Linked DNA regions of Mus musculus: regions 1, 2, 3, 5 and 6 are each linked to region 4. A link is a contact called in public capture Hi-C, promoter capture Hi-C and targeted proximity ligation data. All regions are on one chromosome and are shown on one strand. The core of a region is the stretch at or near the end of the contact, and the rest is flanking DNA. Distances in the headings are between cores, read along the strand shown.

The links. Capture Hi-C pulls out chosen DNA fragments and counts their contacts.
Region 1: a targeted proximity ligation map of pancreatic cancer cells shows a contact between it and region 4. A contact is called at or near these places in 1 of 39 promoter capture datasets (pre-B cells), 4 of 484 Hi-C or Micro-C datasets (B cells, embryonic stem cells, liver and 1 more), 5 of 130 datasets of targeted methods (the NIH/3T3 cell line, embryonic stem cells and pancreatic cancer cells) and 3 of 9 other capture datasets (adipose tissue, liver and pancreatic islet).
Region 2: a contact with region 4 is called in a targeted proximity ligation map of pancreatic cancer cells. A contact is called at or near these places in 2 of 130 datasets of targeted methods (the NIH/3T3 cell line and pancreatic cancer cells) and 1 of 9 other capture datasets (adipose tissue).
Region 3: a capture Hi-C map of embryonic stem cells shows a contact between it and region 4, with 2.5 times the contacts expected there. A contact is called at or near these places in 5 of 39 promoter capture datasets (the 3T3-L1 cell line, embryonic stem cells, hippocampal neurons and 1 more), 1 of 484 Hi-C or Micro-C datasets (B cells), 9 of 130 datasets of targeted methods (bone marrow-derived macrophages, double positive thymocytes, embryonic stem cells and 2 more) and 3 of 9 other capture datasets (adipose tissue, embryonic stem cells and liver).
Region 5: a contact with region 4 is called in a promoter capture Hi-C map of adipose tissue. A contact is called at or near these places in 3 of 39 promoter capture datasets (the C10 cell line, liver and pre-B cells), 8 of 484 Hi-C or Micro-C datasets (B cells, CD4 T cells, CD8 T cells and 4 more), 10 of 130 datasets of targeted methods (the 230-238 cell line, the NIH/3T3 cell line, bone marrow-derived macrophages and 5 more) and 3 of 9 other capture datasets (adipose tissue, liver and pancreatic islet).
Region 6: a targeted proximity ligation map of pancreatic cancer cells shows a contact between it and region 4. A contact is called at or near these places in 2 of 39 promoter capture datasets (hippocampal neurons and stem cell-derived epiblast-like cells), 1 of 484 Hi-C or Micro-C datasets (B cells), 7 of 130 datasets of targeted methods (the NIH/3T3 cell line, embryonic stem cells, pancreatic cancer cells and 1 more) and 2 of 9 other capture datasets (adipose tissue and liver).

What each region holds. Positions count from the first base shown.
Region 1 is chr19:4,147,371-4,150,093 of GRCm38.p6, reverse strand. Coro1b (coronin, actin binding protein 1B) reads right to left here and starts at 1,440. Exons shown (of 11, transcript NM_011778.3): 1 at 1,358-1,440; 2 at 550-752; 3 at 109-231; 4 at 1-4. The coding sequence starts at 750.
Region 2 is chr19:4,475,802-4,478,659 of GRCm38.p6, reverse strand. Syt12 (synaptotagmin XII) reads left to right here and starts at 1,517. Exons shown (of 8, transcript NM_134164.5): 1 at 1,517-1,725.
Region 3 is chr19:4,058,130-4,060,924 of GRCm38.p6, reverse strand. It overlaps Gstp3 (glutathione S-transferase pi 3), which reads left to right and starts at 1,478. Exons shown (of 7, transcript NM_144869.3): 1 at 1,478-1,501; 2 at 1,631-1,666; 3 at 2,084-2,190; 4 at 2,309-2,396; 5 at 2,736-2,795. The coding sequence starts at 1,501.
Region 4 is chr19:4,281,796-4,284,657 of GRCm38.p6, reverse strand. It overlaps Ankrd13d (ankyrin repeat domain 13 family, member D), which reads left to right and starts at 1,521. Exons shown (of 15, transcript NM_026720.2): 1 at 1,521-1,777; 2 at 2,354-2,489; 3 at 2,616-2,740. The coding sequence starts at 1,688.
Region 5 is chr19:4,120,142-4,122,841 of GRCm38.p6, reverse strand. Aip (aryl-hydrocarbon receptor-interacting protein) reads left to right here and starts at 1,267. Exons shown (of 6, transcript NM_001276284.1): 1 at 1,267-1,506. The coding sequence starts at 1,408.
Region 6 is chr19:4,036,580-4,039,504 of GRCm38.p6, reverse strand. Gstp1 (glutathione S-transferase, pi 1) reads left to right here and starts at 1,593. Exons shown (of 7, transcript NM_013541.1): 1 at 1,593-1,642; 2 at 1,885-1,920; 3 at 2,109-2,215; 4 at 2,314-2,401; 5 at 2,714-2,817. The coding sequence starts at 1,642.

The sequences.
Region 1 (2,723 bases), core at 191-2,690, 130 kb after region 4:
ATACCTGCGGTAGGGAGACGGAGCATGGGCTCAGGCCTGTGCTTGCCCCTGCTGCCAGCATCCTTCAGCCACACCCTGAGACCCTGACTTGAACGGTCCTTTGCTCACCATGACAGTGCAGTCCTCTGATCCACTGGCAATGACTTCATCATTGTGGGGACACCAGTCAATATCCAGAACAGGCCCCGTGTGCCCACACACTGTCGGGTAGGCCTTGTCAATGCGGCCCGTCTGTAGTCATGAAGAGCAGTCAGAGAAGAACCCAAAGTCCCGACCTCCATTCCTCCCAGTATCTATGGGCCCTCCAAGGTGCAAGAATAATGTGACTGCCCTGGTTCCTGGTGGCCCAGATGTGTCTGCTCCACCCAGCATATGAGGAAATGCCTGCTGCAGCCTCTTATCCACACTTGGTGGCAATAAACACTTTTTCTACTTCCATCAACAATCCATCAGTAGCCACGGGCCAAGAAGTGGCACAAACTGCCCTGCCCACAGGTGTGACCAGAGTGTCCTCAGATGTCCTCTCCACCCTGACCCGCTGAGGCCCACCTTGTTTAGAGGAAGCACCATAAAGGCGCCTCCACCACTGGCTTCCACAATCACTGCCAGGAACTTGGGGTTGACTGCGCAGAAGGTGCTGTCCCAGGTAACTCGGGACACTCGAATGTCCTCATAGCACTGGTCATTCTTGACCGGCTGACCGAATACATGCCGGAATTTGCTCTGCCGCACAACTTTTCGGAAGGACATGTCTGTGAGGGCAGAGACACCTGAATCAGCTCTGCTCTCCAAAGAGACACACAGAGCATGTCACCAGGAAATTGGTCCAGCGTTAGCTGGGAGTCTCTATTTCCCCAGTTATAGAAAGGGCTCATAGGTGCAGACCAACACTCTCTGCCTCCCCATCCCCTCCCTGGCTAGGGGTCTGAGTGTGTGTGTGCTGCTGAAAGGGAGACAGAATTTAGATCTTCTGTAGGTCCCAGATGGTTCCAAGGCGCTTTCCACACCCAGAGTTTGAAGGCTGGGTGATGGGGAGAAGAGGCAGCAAAAGGGGTTGGTTGGTCTAGCAAGGCCGCAGCTCAGTCCCGGGGACTGTGCAAAGAGCTGCAGAAGTCGGGCCTAGGGACCCTGGCTGAACAGGGGTCGAGGATACTGCCAGGTCCTCAAAGTGGCCTTGGAGCACGGTCCAAGTGAACCAGGAACCCAACTTCCAAAGATCCCAGCCCAGAAAGGGAGAGAGGGGCGGCTGGGGGGTGGGAGGGAGTCGGGAATGAAGGTGGGGCGAGGCGCTCTTCCGGCTCGCGCCCCCTGCCCCAGGCCCACGTCTGCGCCCCTAGTCCGTCCCTGCCGCTCTCACCGCTCACCGCTCACCGCTCTCCGCTCCCCAGGGGCGCCGGGGACTGCGGCGGCGACCTCGGGCGGCTCCGGATCCCGGCCTCTGGGAAGCAGGAAGCGGGAATCAGGAAGTGATAGCCGAGGGAGGCGGGGGCGGGGCAAGGTCACGCGCAGAAGGCGGGGCTTTAGGATGTCCCGCCCACGGGGCAAGGCCTAGTCGCCAGGCCCTGGGCTGCTTGTTGAAAGGGGCGGGCCTGCTTGGAGCCGCGGGTACAGACTGTGCGAGTCTCTTGAGGTGGGGTGAAGCCTGCCCTCTGATTTCCCTACCCAGTTCTACCCAAAAGTATTCTCTCGCTCCGCCTCCAATGTTTTCACGTGTTTTTTGTTTTGTGTTTGAGACAGGTTGTTACTCTGCATACTTGCTGGCCTGGAACTAGCAAAGAACTTACAGATATCTGTGCAAGGATTAAAGGCATGTGCCACCACACCCTGCCATAGGTATGGGTTTTAAAGTTGGGGGGTTCCTGATGTCAGATATGTACATTGAAGAGGTGAAAGGCAATCTCTTACATCTTGATGGACTCCTGTGGCTCCTGCTCTGGCTTAGAGAAAATCGAAGTAGAGGATGACAGTGGATCCCATGCATAATGCATGTCCTTTCTCTCCTCCATCCCATCAGAGCCTGGATTTGCCTCCTCATATTTGCCCTATCTCCTCTCATCCTGGAGGACGTAGGTGTCCCTGTTAGGACCCACTGTAGTAAGAGAACACTATTCCTCTGTGTCTACCTCCAGTAACCAGTGGTGATACGAGGCCGTCTTTCCCAGAAAGGGAAGAGGGACGTGGGAAGAGGCAGGGCAGAGGTAAAGGTGCTTTGTTTAGCCTTCATGAGGCCCCAACTGTGTGTGGGAGGCTAAGTGGACTTGTGTCCCACCTCAGTGGTCACTATACTCTGAAGAAACAGGCCTAGAGAGGACAGGTGCTTGATTGAGACCTCCCAGCTGGGATTCAGCCCAACTTTGTTATTTCCAATGTCTTGGGATTTCTCACTGTTTGTAAAACCTGGAGCTAGGGAGGCAGGAGTGTGGCTTGACTTGGGTAGCAGATGTTCACAGGGAAGCCCATATGATGCCAGGTGGCTACAGTTCTAAGTACCACCCCCACCCCCCACATCACCCCACTTCAAATAAAATCCATAGTTCCATGTTCCTATGTCAGAATTCCTGTCTGACCCCAGGGCACCCAGCACTGTCCCCTCTCAGCACGTGTCCCAGTGACAGCAAACCTCAGTTCCCACCTCAGGCTAACACATCCTGCTCCCTTCTTCCTTCTGGAAGCTCTTCCTAGCCTTGGGAAGGCTTCATCCCTCAATGACCCCAGGCCTCAAG
Region 2 (2,858 bases), core at 268-2,767, 190 kb before region 4:
CTCACAACCATCTGTAACGAGATCTGACTCCCTCTTCTGGAGTGTCTAAAGACAGCTACAGTATACTTACATATAATAAATAAATAAATCTTTAAAAAAAAAAAAAAAAGCGTGTGCCACCGCTGCCCAGGAAGCACTCTTAAAAAAAAAAAAAAAAAATTAAAAACGAAAATGGGTTCAGTCTTGCCAAAGCTATAAGTAGCCTTGAAGGTTAGTTAAATGGGAAATGGCACCAAATGTCCATGGTCCAATCCCTAGCTCCAAGACAGAACTCACTTCTTTTTCAGGTCCAGAAAATGATGGTGCCCCCTATAGGTGAGGGTGAAGTTGCAACCTCCCTTTGGTTTTCTGGACCAAGCTTGTCTGTCTGCTCTCCACACTACTCTCAGACAACCCAGCCTTTTGGTATTGGCTCTCCATGAGATTGTCAACTTCTCTCCCAGACTCCAGATCCTCCTGGAGGCCTAGTCAGGTGTCTTCCCAGCTCGCTGTTCTGGTCACTGTGTCCAGAACAGGTGCCCCGCCGCCCCCTCCTGAAGGGCAACACCCAGCCTCTCCTAATACCCGACTTATCTTCCTGCCAGACTGCGCGGGCAGGGAGGGGACCTGTCCCTTGTTCCCGGAAGATCGCCCACGCCTGGCACTGTGCCGAGAGCCTGGGTGAGAGCGTCATAAATATCTCCTGAATGATTCATTCATTCCTTGGAAGAGAAAGTATGACCCTTAAGAGGTTAAAAAAGAAAGTCAGGTGTGGTGGCACATGCCTTTAGTCCCAGCAATTGGGAGACAGAGGCTGATATCTCTGTGAGTTCGAGCAAGGCCAGCCTGATCTACTTAGTGATTTCCAGGACAGCTAGGGCTATAAAGTGATTCATTCTCCCATTCTCCCTCTCTCTCTCTCTAAAAAAAAAAAAAAAAAAAAAAAAAAAAAAAAAAAAAAAAAGACTTTGAAGTCATTTGGCCTTCATATCCACCCTGGGCCTTATCTCAAAAAAAATAAATAAATAAATGGAGTGGCCGCCGATGAGGTCATTGCAGAGATTACAAAAGATGATGTCGGTAAGTGACCTGGACTGGTATAGCGTACAATCACAACTCAATCATGGAAGGAAATATCAGCCATTCAGAGAAGGGAATACTGCTGGCTGCGCTGCTCGCTGGTCTGATTTTGTGAGTGTGTGTGTGTGTGTGTGACTCTCTTGAGTCCGTTTTACAGATAAAGAAACTGAGGCCTAGAAGGAGAACAACATAAAGGGAGTGGGGTGCGCCCCTGGTGAGCACAGGGTTCCCTACCCAACACATCCACAAGCCTGCGATCCCAGGGTCCAACTTGGCTGCCCCCCCCCCCCCCAGGACCCTCACGCGCTTGGGGATCTCCGACTAGATCCTCGCAGCGCTGCTCTGCTCCTTGGAGTAGAGAGAGCGCTCGGGGTTGTCACTTTAAATTCAAGAAGGAGCAGGCGAGCGGGCGGGCGAGCGCGAGGGAGCGCGCGGCGGGCTCCTGGGAGCGTGCCCGGACTGCGGCGCTGCTCCATTCGGCCGCCGGGCCCCGCGGAGCCCCCATCGGTGAGGCGAGGCTCCAGCAGGAGACGAGCGCCCCGCTACACTGCAGGGGTGGCGTAGCAGCGGGCGGCCGAGCGCCTGTGAGAGCCAACTGCGGGAGGCCAGCGTGGGAGCAGAGATAGAACCAGGAGTCGGACCCGCGTCCCCTCCGCGGAACCCCGGGTGAGTAGGCACCCTGGCCCCCACACAGAGCGCGGCAGGCACAAGCGCCCTGGGCATGGACGGGCGGACGCACTCAGTCCCTCTTCTTAAGCCCGAAACCCGGGGCCCCTCACACTCCGTACGTCTGCACCCCCGCGCTGCGCTGGCACACCAACGCGGGGCACAGAGCACGCCCGGCGCCCTTCCCCGGCCCAGCCACTCCGCGCACTGCGCATCGCCTGGCGCCAGCTCGCCCGGCCCCCATGTGCACACACGCGGTTCACCCGGCTGTTTACACACCTCCCCTGAGCTCGCACACCGCACACACCCCTCACCTTCACACTCAACACCTTGGCTGTCCTAACTGCCCCTGACCTTACATCCCGTTGGGGGTCCCTGGCCAGTGCCCCCTCCCAAAATTCCAGTGTGGTGTGAGGGTATGAGGATCTGCATCGTAGGGGGCGCGTCGCATCTCTTCTCCAGGAGGCCTACGGGAAGAACCTAAGGGTTCCTTGAGCTTCACTCGAAGCTGTGTATAGACGGGAGCTGAACATGGGGGCAGTAAACGGCATTGTAGGTGAAGGAGCCCTGAGCCTTTCTCTTTGGTGGGCATGGTGCTGCTAAAAGACTGTCTCGCCTTACAGTTGATGGGGACAAATCCGTTGAGAAGAACCTGGGAAACAAGCACCTGAGCTGTTTAGCCAGGGTGCAGAGTTTGCAGAGCCTCAGAAGTAGTCCTTATTAGAAACTAAGAAAGGCAAGGGAAGGAAACCCACCTAGGTGTTAACAATGCACCCAGTAAGGCCAGGACAATTACAATTATACACTCACCTCACCCCACCCCACCCCCAATCCCAACCCCAACCCCCATTTCCAGTCCTCTCTGAGCAATGTGAAATCTTTCTCAAGCAGCCCAGAAGAGTGGGACCTCCCAGCCTGGGGTCCAAACCTGGCTTCATCCTACTAAGTGCTTGCTAGTGACTTGGATGGGGCAAGTCACTTTTCACACCTTGAAGGGCTGGAGTCTCAGCTGCTAGGCCACCCCTCCCTACATTTCCAGGGCTGACAGGGAACCCTGGACTCTCTGGGGGCATTTCCTGAGCACAAGGCAAGTCCCCCCTGATACTATGCTGGCACATAGTAGGTGCCCAGTG
Region 3 (2,795 bases), core at 229-2,728, 220 kb after region 4:
AACTAACCAGACCAAACAAGTTTAAATCCTGTTTACTAGCTGAGTGACCTTGGGCATGCCACGTCAATTCTTTGTTTCAATTTCTCTACAAACAAGGAACAGTGCTAGCCTTGAGGACTGGTACATGTAAGGCTTAACTCTTTGCTAAGAGTTTTCTGTTATAGCATCACCAAGAGAGGAGGGGATAGTTCATTAGTTAAAATCCCTTTATTTAAAAAAAAAGGGGGGGCTGGAGGGATGGCTCAGTGGTTGGGAGCATTGGCTGCTGTTTTGGAGGTCTTGAGTTCAGGTCCCGGCGACTGCATGGTAGCTCACGGCCATCTGTGGTGGGATTGGATGCCCTCTTCTGGTGTGTCTGAGGACAGCTGCAGTGTGCTTGCATGTGATAAATAAATAAATATTTAAAAAAAATTTTAGGGCTGGTGAGATGGCTCAGCGAGTAAGAGCACTGACTGCTCTCCCAAAGGTCCTGAGTTCAAATCCCAGCAACCACATGGTAGCTCACAACCACCCATAGTGAGATCTGATGCCATCTTCTGGTGTGTCTAAATACAGCTGCAGTGTACTCATTTATAATAATAAATAAATCTTTAAAAAAATTTTTTTTAAATCCCTTTATTCTTTTCTTGAAAAGACAGGCTCTTGCTATATAGCTCTGGCTGGCTTGGTTGCTATATAGCTCTGGCTGGCTTGGTGATCTTGGTTGTAGACCAGTCTGGCCTTGAATTCGAAAGGGCTGCCTCTCTTTGTACTTTTTTTTTTTTTTTTCGAGACAGAGTTTCTTTGTATAGCCCTGGCTGTCCTGGAACTCACTTTGTAGACCAGGCTGGCCTCGAACTCAGAAATCTGCCTGCCTCTGCCTCCCAAGTGCTGGGATTAAAGGCGTGCCGCCCGACCTTCCTTTGTACTTTGAGTGCTGCAATTAAAGGTGTGTGCCATCACTCCAGGTGACACTGCCATTATTATGGTTATTGTTATTATTTATTTTTTGTCATTTATAAACATGGTTTCTCTTTGGAGCCCTGGCTGTCCTGGAACTCTGTCGACCAGACGGACTGGGCTGAACTCAGAGATCCTCTTGCTTCTGCCTCCTCCCAAGTGCTGGGATTAACCACGGCTCCTCTACATTGCCTTATTTTTACAAGGAGCACTTATTATTATACCATGTACTGTTGGTAGAGGCCTACCTGCATATAAGGCACTGTCCAAACCCCTGAGCACACAAGAAACCGAGTGGTTTGGGCGTGTTAAGTGGGAGGCTTATCATGTGACCATGTGTGCCTCTTGCAAAACTCCAGTAGCATATTGCACCACAGATAGAAAGGTGAGTCTGCCCTCCCCCACCACGTCTGCCAGGAAGCTGGTACACTGAACACCAGGACTTGGTCTGTTTCTGGGGCAGTGTGGGATGTCTGAGGAGGTGGAGTCTTCCTGTCAATATAAGGCCCCGATCACTTCCTCTCTTCCTGCTGAGCTTGCACCACACTGTATCCGCCCAACAGTAAGGAGAAACCTGGAGGCAAGGGCGGGGGCAATTATACCCCCACCTCACCCCTGCTACTAACCGCTCCTTGGCCCTGCAGCCCAGGCAAGGTCCTCCTTCATCGTGCTTTTTGTCTATCTCTCCTAGTGCCACCTTACACCATCGTCTATTTCCCTTCCCGAGGTGTGGCCTCAGCACTTTCAAGACGAAGGGCACAAACAATAGTCTTCTGGGTCATTCCTGGGAATCCCCAACAGTGGTGTAGGAAGGGCGTGACCAAGACTGTATTGGGGCCGGGCCGGGACAGAGACCTGGGGCAGGACTACAGTTGTGGTTGGTGGGGCCAGGACTGCCCTCTTAGCCTCCGTAGATAGCTGCACTGTCTGTCACTTTTCCTTCCTTCCCTGTGCCATGGTGGGGCTGGGTCTTCGCATTCCAAGATAATGTTAGGACATGGCCTCTATCACCACATATCTCCCCTCCCTATGAGGCTCCCAAGCTAGTGTAGTCCTCTTGTCAGCTTTCCACTCTCCCAAACTCTCCCAGGATGCTCTGAGAGTAGATCTCTTCGCTGTGTCCTCATCCTGCACCCCCATACAGGGCGCTGTGAGGTTATGCGCATGCTTCTAGCTGACCAGGGCCAGAGCTGGAAGGAGGAGGTGGTGACCTTGGATGTTTGGGAGCAAGGCACATTCAAGGCTTCCTGTGTGAGTAATTGTCTCCCTCTCCCCCTTGGGGATTCGGTTGGGGCGCAGCCTTAGGGTGCTGTGTCTAGGATTGGGGGCAGCCAGGTTCAGCACCCCTTACAGAGGGATCTTCTCCCAGTTGTTTGGACAGATCCCCAAGTTCCAGGATGGAGAGCTCACCCTGTACCAATCCAATACTATCCTACGGCACCTGGGCCGCTCCTTCGGTGAGTCCAGAAGCCAAGCCCTGAGAGACACCTGAGATGTTCCTCAAAATGTCCTGGGGCTTTGAATTGCCTCACCTGCAGCCACCAATGTCCCACCTGGGTCACCCTAGAGGATCATGCAGGGCCCAGGTTCCAGAAGGCTACTGGTGTGCTGCTGGGCGGTCGCTGTCTGTACAGCCAGGGCTGTGAGTTTCCAACTTGTATCATTTTTCTAATGACATCCCAGAGGTAGGCAGGGAAGACCTCCAATTAAGGTTAGAGAGTAGACCCAGGCTGAGACTGAGTGGACATGTAGGGACAAGTACAGAACCTGAGCCTGCTGCCTGCCCGCTGACCCAGGGCTCTATGGCAAAGACCAACAAGAGGCAGCACTGGTGGACATGGTGAACGATGGACTGG
Region 4 (2,862 bases), core at 272-2,771:
TGGAAGTGATATCAGATGGGAGTGGACAAGCTGTCAGCTAGGAGAGGGAGGTCCATGTGGAAAGAAGGGTCGATGTCAGAGCAGTAAAGACTGGCGGAGAGATGCTCAAGACTGCAGCAAGTCCTAGGCCGTCCAGGGCCAGGGTGACGATGCTGAGGAGGAAGTCTCTGACAGAAGCAGAGACCAGCAGGACCTAACTGCAGAGCTCTGGACCTTTAGAAGCTCAGGGCCTTGAGTTCCTCCCAAAGTCCAGACATCGTAGATGACCTGACCACAGCACACACGGTGGGTAGCCTAGATCCCGGACTGCTATAAACCACCCGATCGCAGGGAGAAAGGTGGCAATCAGGCTGAAGAGATGAGGACATCCTTGGGCAGGAAGGGAACCTCAGTTAGATGGCCTTTCTCCATCACACTAAGTTTAACAGATAGGGAGGTGGAGCCATCCGATGAAGGTGTTTGCTGCCAAACCTGACAACCTGAGTTAAAGGATGGGAGAGAACCAACTCTCAAAAGTTGGTTTTTCACCTCCACACTCATGAGCACCCCCACACAAAAATGAATGTAAGATTTAAAAATAGAGAAACAGACCAGAGTCAGTTTTGGAAAGTCTGGTTTACCCCCTCGCCACCCAGCAAGACCAGGATCAGAGAACCCATGGTAGGACTGAAGATAACCAAGGGTCCCAACTAAGCTGGCTGGCTGCTTGAACCCTAGATCCTGTGTGAGTGGAAGTGCCAGCCTTGTTTCGAAATTCTCCTTCCTTCCCTGTTGGCAGTAAAATGCAGCCTCTGCAAAATGGACTCCTGTGGTGGTAGCGTGCACCCTGGCCGATCACCCAGCCAGGAAGCTGAGCTTATGTCCCCCAACCCCAACAATATTCCTGTTCCTGATTCCTTGCTGTCTTCCAGGCATCAAGGCCAGACAGATCCTCGGGAAAGAAAGCTTTGACTGGTCAGCATTAGGGGTTGCTGCGGGGTGCCCATCTCCAGAAGCTAAGCGCCTGTGCTGGCAGGGATGAGGTCAAGATTTCCCATCCCACCCGCCTATAAAAGACAAGTCGGTGCTGATGGAACTCAGGAGTGGGCTAGACAGAAGGACACATTGTCAGCGGGGGTGGGGGGGGGTGGGGGCGGGGGGGGCTGCAAGAACAACAGACCCTGGCCCAATCCCAGTGCCACCGAGCCTACCCCACTCCCCTTCCGTTCCCTCCTCCCTCACCTTTCTGACCACTAAGAGATTTGCCCAGGGCCTGGGGCGCCCCCTGCGGGCACGGGTGGAGCTGCAGCTATGCCCCGCCCTCCGGAACAACCCCACCGACCATGGCGCTTCAAAATGAAGTTCCGGCTGTTCCTGGGGCGCATGTGGTTGCCCTGGAGACTGGACAGCACCCCACACACACTCCGCCCGCCCCCAGCGCGCAGGCCTGCAGTGGTTGCCGTAGCTACGGGAGGCGAGGGTGTGCGAAGCCCGACGCCACGCCCTAACTCCATGTAGCCCCGCCCCCAGATCCCCGCCCCGCCCTCCCTGCCGCCTTCGCTCTTGCTGCGGCGGCTTCTAGCAGGGGTCCGCGGGGCTGCAGCGGGTGCGGCTGAGGTGCGGCTCAGAGCGGAGGAGCAGGGGACGTGCCAGGCGCAGGCCAAGAAGGGCTGGGCCTTTCGCTCGGGATGCGGTGCTGAAGCCCAGCATGGCCGGCCTGGGCCCCACCTTCCCGCTGCACCGGCTAGTCTGGGCGAACCGGCACCGCGAACTGGAGGCCGCACTGCACAGCCGCAAGGTGAGGCCCTGAAGGGGATCCGATTCGGTTGGTTTCCTCCCCAAGCCCCGGTGCCAAAGTACGGAATCTACTCCGCAGCTCACCGCCCCTGCTGTGCTCCGCAGCTGCATCCTGACTCCTTAGGTCCAGCTCTTTCCAAATCCCTGGTCACCTGCCCTCGAGCTTGAGCATTTGTTTAGCGCATCTCCCTTGGTTGGGCCTTGCTCTGCTATCTGCCCCCTTCGTATTGCGTTAAGCTCAGGATTCACCCTCATCACCTCTGAGCTAGAATGAGGACAAGAACCGTGTTCTAGCCCTCAAGCTGGTCTAAACTCTCAGCATCCCTAGCCTGAATCTGTCTTGCTAGACTCCACCACCAGGCCCTCAACTCTGGATAGCAGAGGGCAGAAGAAATGAGCAGTTCCTTCCCACTGGCCCTTACTGTCCCCTTTACCCCGACACTTTCCAGTCCACATAGGCCACACTCTTATCTTCTCACTGACCTGGTTACCCATAGTAACTCCAGCCCTTTTCAATCCAGTGACCTCCTTGCTTTGGCCCTCTCTTGCCTTGTATTGAGTGACCCATCTCCCTTAGCACGACATTGAGCAGGAGGACCCCCAAGGGCGAACCCCCCTGGAGCTTGCTGTGACCTTGGGGAACTTGGAGTCTGTGAGAGTCCTCCTCCGACATAATGCCAACGTGGGCAAAGAGAGCCACCAGGGCTGGGCAGGTACTGTGCAGGGCAGAGGGTCCTCCCTTGAGACTAGCTTCCAGGTTGGTGAATGGGGGGCAGGGGGAGTAAGTAACCGTGCCTGGGGGCGCTAAGAGGGCTACCCCAGCAGTTGCTCATCTCCAGTCCTGCAGGAGGCAGTCAGCACTGGAGACCCTGAGATGGTACAGTTGGTACTCCAGTATCGGGACTTCCAGAGGGCCACACAGAGGTTGGCTGGCATTCCAGAACTGCTCAACAAACTCCGTCAGGTATTACCATAGAGTAAAGAAGTGGGGTATAACAGGCGCTCCGTCTTCCTGTGATAAGCCTGGCCTTGGAGGAGTATCTAGGTTGTGCGAGACGCTTTCCCACCATCTGTGTCTCAACCTCT
Region 5 (2,700 bases), core at 18-2,517, 160 kb after region 4:
AAATGCTAGGCAAATGTTCCAACACTGAGCTACACTCTCAGTCCCTAGCTTAACATTTTATTTATTATTATTGTTGTTGTTATTGTTGTTATCATTAGTTTTTCAAGACAGGGTTTCTCTTGCTGTCTTGGAACTCCCTCTGTAGGCCAATCTGAACTTGAACTCAGAGATCCACCTGCCTTTGCCTCCCAAGTGCTGGGGTTAAAGGCGTGTACCACAACAACCTGGATAATATGTTATTATTTTTATCTATCTACATCTTTCATGCTCTGGTGTATACTTATCAGCCATATCGGTCAGCTTTCCTTCTGTTGTACTTTCTGCAAGATGAGTACAGCAGACTACTTAGCTCGCCTGTAAGCTCTCTGTGTTGATAGAAAACAAACCCAAGCATGTTTCCTCTTCCCTTCAGAAAGTCCCCTCTCTGAGGACTTTTTTTTTTTAAGATTTATTTATTTATTTATTATATAAGTACACTGTAGCTATCTTCAGACACACCAGAAGTGGGCATCAGATCTCATTACAGATGGTTGTGAGCCACCATGTGGTTGCTGGGATTTGAACTCATGATCTCTGGAAGAGCAGTCAGTGCCCTTAACTGCTGAGCCATCTCTCCAGCCCCTCAAGACTTTTTGCTGGAAAGTGAAGCAGTCAGAGTATGTGACTTGGGGCTCAGGGGAAAGAAAATAATCTTCCTGGTTATGATATAAGGGATGAAGACACTACAGAGAAGTATGTGTCACCACACCGGGTTTCCTTCCTTTTTTTTCTTAAGACAAGTGAATCTAGAGTCCAGAATCTAGATGTTATAACTTATGCTAAAGTATGCAAAATAAAAGGGCCAAAGGGGCCGGGCGGTGGTGGCGCACGCCTTTAATCCCAGCACTTGGGAGGCAGAGGCAGGCGGATTTCTGAGTTTGAGGCCAGCCTGGTCTACAAAGTGAGTTCCAGGACAGCCAGGGCTACACAGAGAAACCCTGCCTCTAAAAAACAAAACAAAGCAAAACAAAAAAGGCCCAAAGGGAATACACAGGTGAAGCGGTGTTTTTCGTTTTTCATTTTTCTAACTGAAGTGCCGATAATAGGGCATCTACAACTTAAATGGAGTGGCACACAGCTAGGAGAGCTGCAACCCCTATAAAGCCAACTAAGCACAACTGGCAGGGGAGGGACAACCAAAGGCCCGCCCCTAAGCAGGCTCAGGCTCCGCCCCCAGTGCCGCGTTAAAGCCGTAGCATTAGGAACCAATCACGGCTCTTTTCTTCATTCCCTCCCTTTTTTGGCTTCTGCCCTCAGTCAAAATGGCGCTTGCTCAGAAGCTGCCGAGGCGCTAGGAGTTGCCGAAACAGGTCCGGAAGCTACCGAGCGAGTCCGGAAGTTGCCGAAAGGGAGCAGCGGGGAAGGAGGATGGCGGATCTCATCGCAAGACTTCGAGAGGACGGGATCCAAAAGCGTGTGATACAGGAGGGCCGAGGAGAGTTGCCGGACTTTCAGGATGGCACTAAGGTTTGTGTCCATCCTCTCCCCACTTTCCCAGCGTCTCTTCTGAAGCGCGGTGCGCATGCGAGGCGGGAGGAGGCCGTAGGTGAGAGGTTGCGCATGCCCAGAGAGCAGCTGCCAGTCAGGCTACCTCTCACATGCCGAGCTCGACGCTGATTGGTCTGGATTTAAGTGGGAGTTAATTCAGATATGTCTACTCCGCCCCTTGGCTTTGCTTTAGGACTGCATTGGACAGGGGTGGGTGTCAGTCATCTCAAAATGGTTTGGTGTGGGTGTGACCTCAGTGCTGATACCCGTACCTGAAGGTTCAAAGCTCATGCAGTTTTGAGTAAAGGGGCCTTCTGAAACCATCTAGGACAATTCTCATTGTTTACATAGGGAAACTGAGGTCCTGGAACTAAAAAAAACACAGAGTCCCAGAGATCCAGTTTTCCAGACCAAACTCCTATGTCAGCGTTCTGATAGATGGTAGCATTGCTTTTATATCTGGGCACCAAGTTCAGGTGCCCCTCCCTAAGGCACTCCATACCTCTAGGTTCCCCTGCTTTGTTGCTGTAGATCTCTAATCACAGTTGTGGAGCTGATACCAGTGAAGCCAAAAGCAAGAATTCTGTGAATGAATGTATGCCCTCTGGCCAGTGGTGTTAAGCCAGCAGGCAGAGAGTCTAGTCTGATGTGGTGAGGGGTAAATGCTGAGAGCAGAGGGCAGGCATGTGGTGGTAGTGATCAGCTGTGCTTGAAAAGGGGATCTACAAGCTGGGCCTGGTGGCCCATGCCTACAGTCTCAGCCGCTGGTGAAGCTGGGCTACAGCATGAGTTCAAGGCCAGCTCAGGACACTCAATGAGACCCTGTCTTAAAATTAGAGAGATGGAGATAGAGAACAGGCTTTGGAAGGAGCCTGGCAAGAGGGATGCTAGATGGAAAAGCTTAGGATAAACTAATATAAGACTAATCTGTGAGCAGGGGCACGTGGTAAATAGAAGCAGGCAGGATTAAACAATCACTGGGGCTCAGGAGGGGGGACCGTCTTCTGCTGGTGAGGTGGCTTAGTGGATAGAGTGCTTGCTGCCAACCTGATGGCCTGGGTCAGATCCCCAGGACCCAGATGGTAGAAGGAGAGAAGTGACTTCTGCAGGTTGTCCTCTGACCTCATACAAGCATGATGTCACATGTGAGCCCCCAAATACAGAAATAAGTGT
Region 6 (2,925 bases), core at 344-2,843, 250 kb after region 4:
GAAGGGGGCCCCATGTTGATTTGCCAGTCAGTCCCAGGAATACTCAACACCTGGCTGCAGGCCAGAGCTAATTCCCTGGCTTTGGATGGGCTAAGGAACTGTGACCCGAGGCTGGCCTGGTGGAGGGTCACAAACTGTACAGAGGGCCTCTGCTTACCTTGCTGGTGATACGTGAGTTTTGTTGCCCCCTACACATACAAGCCAAGGTGAGTTAACAAGAGTTCTCAGAGTAAGTAAGACACCGAGGAGAAGATAAAATCTTATCTAAACAGAAATCTAACTTTTAGTGGATTTTGTTTGCTTCTTCTTTTTTTTTTTTTTTTTTTGTCTTGTTCTTACTAGCCCTGAGAGTTAAAATTAGAAGGATTATCGGGCTGAAGAGATGCCCAGCAGTTAAGAGCACTGACTGTTCTTCCACATGTCCTGAGTTCAATTCCCAGCAACCACATGGTGGTCCATAACCATCAGTGATGGGATCTGATGCCCTCTTCTGGTGTGTCTGAAGACAGCTACAGTGTACTCACAAACATAAAATAAATCTTTAAAAAAGATGTCACTAGGGGTGATTCTTTTAAACCAACTGAAAAATCATTCAGTTTTATGTAATGAAAGTTTTACACAATACAGAGATGTCATAACAGAATAAAGACTCCAGATTCAGTAAATGTGCACCTATGTTATGTGGGGCTTGGATTGGCCTGTTTAAAGGTGGAGAATCATACAGATGAATTTTTTTTCTTCACCTTATTTTTTTGAGACAGGGTCTCTTACTCAACCTGGAGCCTACCTGTTCATCTAGACGGGTCAGCTAACAAAACTCAAGATTTGTCCCTATTCTCACAGAGCTGGGGTTCCTTTTTTTTTTTTTCTCCTAAGACAAAAATCTCATGTGTAGCCTTGGCTGTCCTGAGATTCACTCTGTAGACCAGGCTGGCCTCAAACTCACAGAGATCTGCCTGCCTCTCTTCTGAGTGCTGAGATTAAAGATGAGAGCCTCCGCCACCACCTGGACTAGAGTCGGGATTCTGTATGCGTGCTGCACCCTTTTTATGTAGGTGCTGAGGTGAGAAGAAGGTGCTCGAACTTGTGTAGTACGTACTTTACCTGCTGCACCATCTCTCCAACCCTGTTAGTCTCGTTTATTTTTATCATTTATTTGGTGTTTGTGTCGAGTGTGAGGAGTTAGGATAACAATTTTCTGATTACTCCTGGCGAAGGTCAAATGATCAAATGAAGCTCTTTGGGAGGAGAAAGAAGTTGGTGAGTTAAGGATGGCCACTAGTGGAATCTACTACAGAGGTTGGTAGATGGGGACAGGCAAAAGGCTGACAGAGTTGCACATGCTGCAGAAAGCTGTCCAGCTCCAGTACAAAGTGGAAGGGAGCTGGACACACCCTTCTCGGAGCAGGACCAAAAAATGAACCCAGCACCGCTGCAGACTCGGGTCCCACAAGCGAGTGTCCCCGGCAGGAGGCGGGAGCTGCAGAGCTCCGCTACCGGCTTCTCTCTCCAACGTGTTGAGTCAGCATCCGGGGCGGAGCGCGATGCCCCTTATAAGGCTGGCGGCCCGGTGGCCTACGCGTGCGTCCTCACTCTGAGTACCCCTCTGTCTACGCAGCACTGAATCCGCACCCAGCAGGCAGTGAGTCCGCTCCGCACAGCTTCCCAGGACAACCAGCTTGCAGCTGTCGGGGCCTGGGCTCGCTCACGACTGGCGCTCTTTGCACCGGGCAGCTTGCAACAGGAGCCTGGGGCGTGGGGTGGGGGATGGGGAGGCGTTTCAAACCAGAGAAGGGACCCGGGAGATGGGGTGGGAAAGTGTACCACTCTGAAACCTAATCATTACCCCTTTTCTACCTAACATTCTTCTCTTGTCCACCCCAGTGCCACCATACACCATTGTCTACTTCCCAGTTCGAGGTAAGACCAAATGACTGCAGGAAGGGGAGGTCTGGGGTAGGGGTTGCAGCCCACCATTCCTATCCTCCATGAAGAAATTCCAGTTCATTTTTTATTCTCCTTCTGGTTGCAAGTGGTCCTTGTACTTGAAATTGCTTTGAGGCTGGGCCTGAATGCTGTCCCCAAATCCTTACCCTGACTCCATACAGGGCGGTGTGAGGCCATGCGAATGCTGCTGGCTGACCAGGGCCAGAGCTGGAAGGAGGAGGTGGTTACCATAGATACCTGGATGCAAGGCTTGCTCAAGCCCACTTGTGTGAGTGACACCCGTAGTGGAGGGGGCAGAGGTAGGGCCTTAGGAGGGCTGTGACTGGGAGGCAGCAGCATCACCAAGGTTCTTGTTCCTCCCTCCAGCTGTATGGGCAGCTCCCCAAGTTTGAGGATGGAGACCTCACCCTTTACCAATCTAATGCCATCTTGAGACACCTTGGCCGCTCTTTGGGTAAGTCCTGAACCCAGGTGGTCCAGCTGGTGGGCAGGGTGGTGGGGGGGGTATCAGTTATTGTTTCAGGGGGTATCTGCCCAGCTGGCCACTCCCTTTTTAGTTTTGAGTTGACAGAGCAAAACAGGGACACACAGAGATTATTCTTGTTCAGGCTGCATCTGTGGTCTGCCTGCCATGGCTTCCTGTTGCCTTTCATGAGCTCGGGTCTCACATGACTGCCCATATCCCCTCCCCCAAGACCTCGACCTACCAACAGCCACATGCCTGAGGAAATCAGGGATCAGTCATGCTGTCTCTCTCAACCCGTAGGGCTTTATGGGAAAAACCAGAGGGAGGCCGCCCAGATGGATATGGTGAATGATGGGGTGGAGGACCTTCGCGGCAAATATGTCACCCTCATCTACACCAACTATGTGAGCCTAGATCCCGGGGAGTGGGGGTTGGGAGCGATGGGCAAAGGAGCTTTGTGTATTTTTGCCTCCCTAGTTTCCTTTCCTGTATCAGAGCCCGAAGCAGGGTAG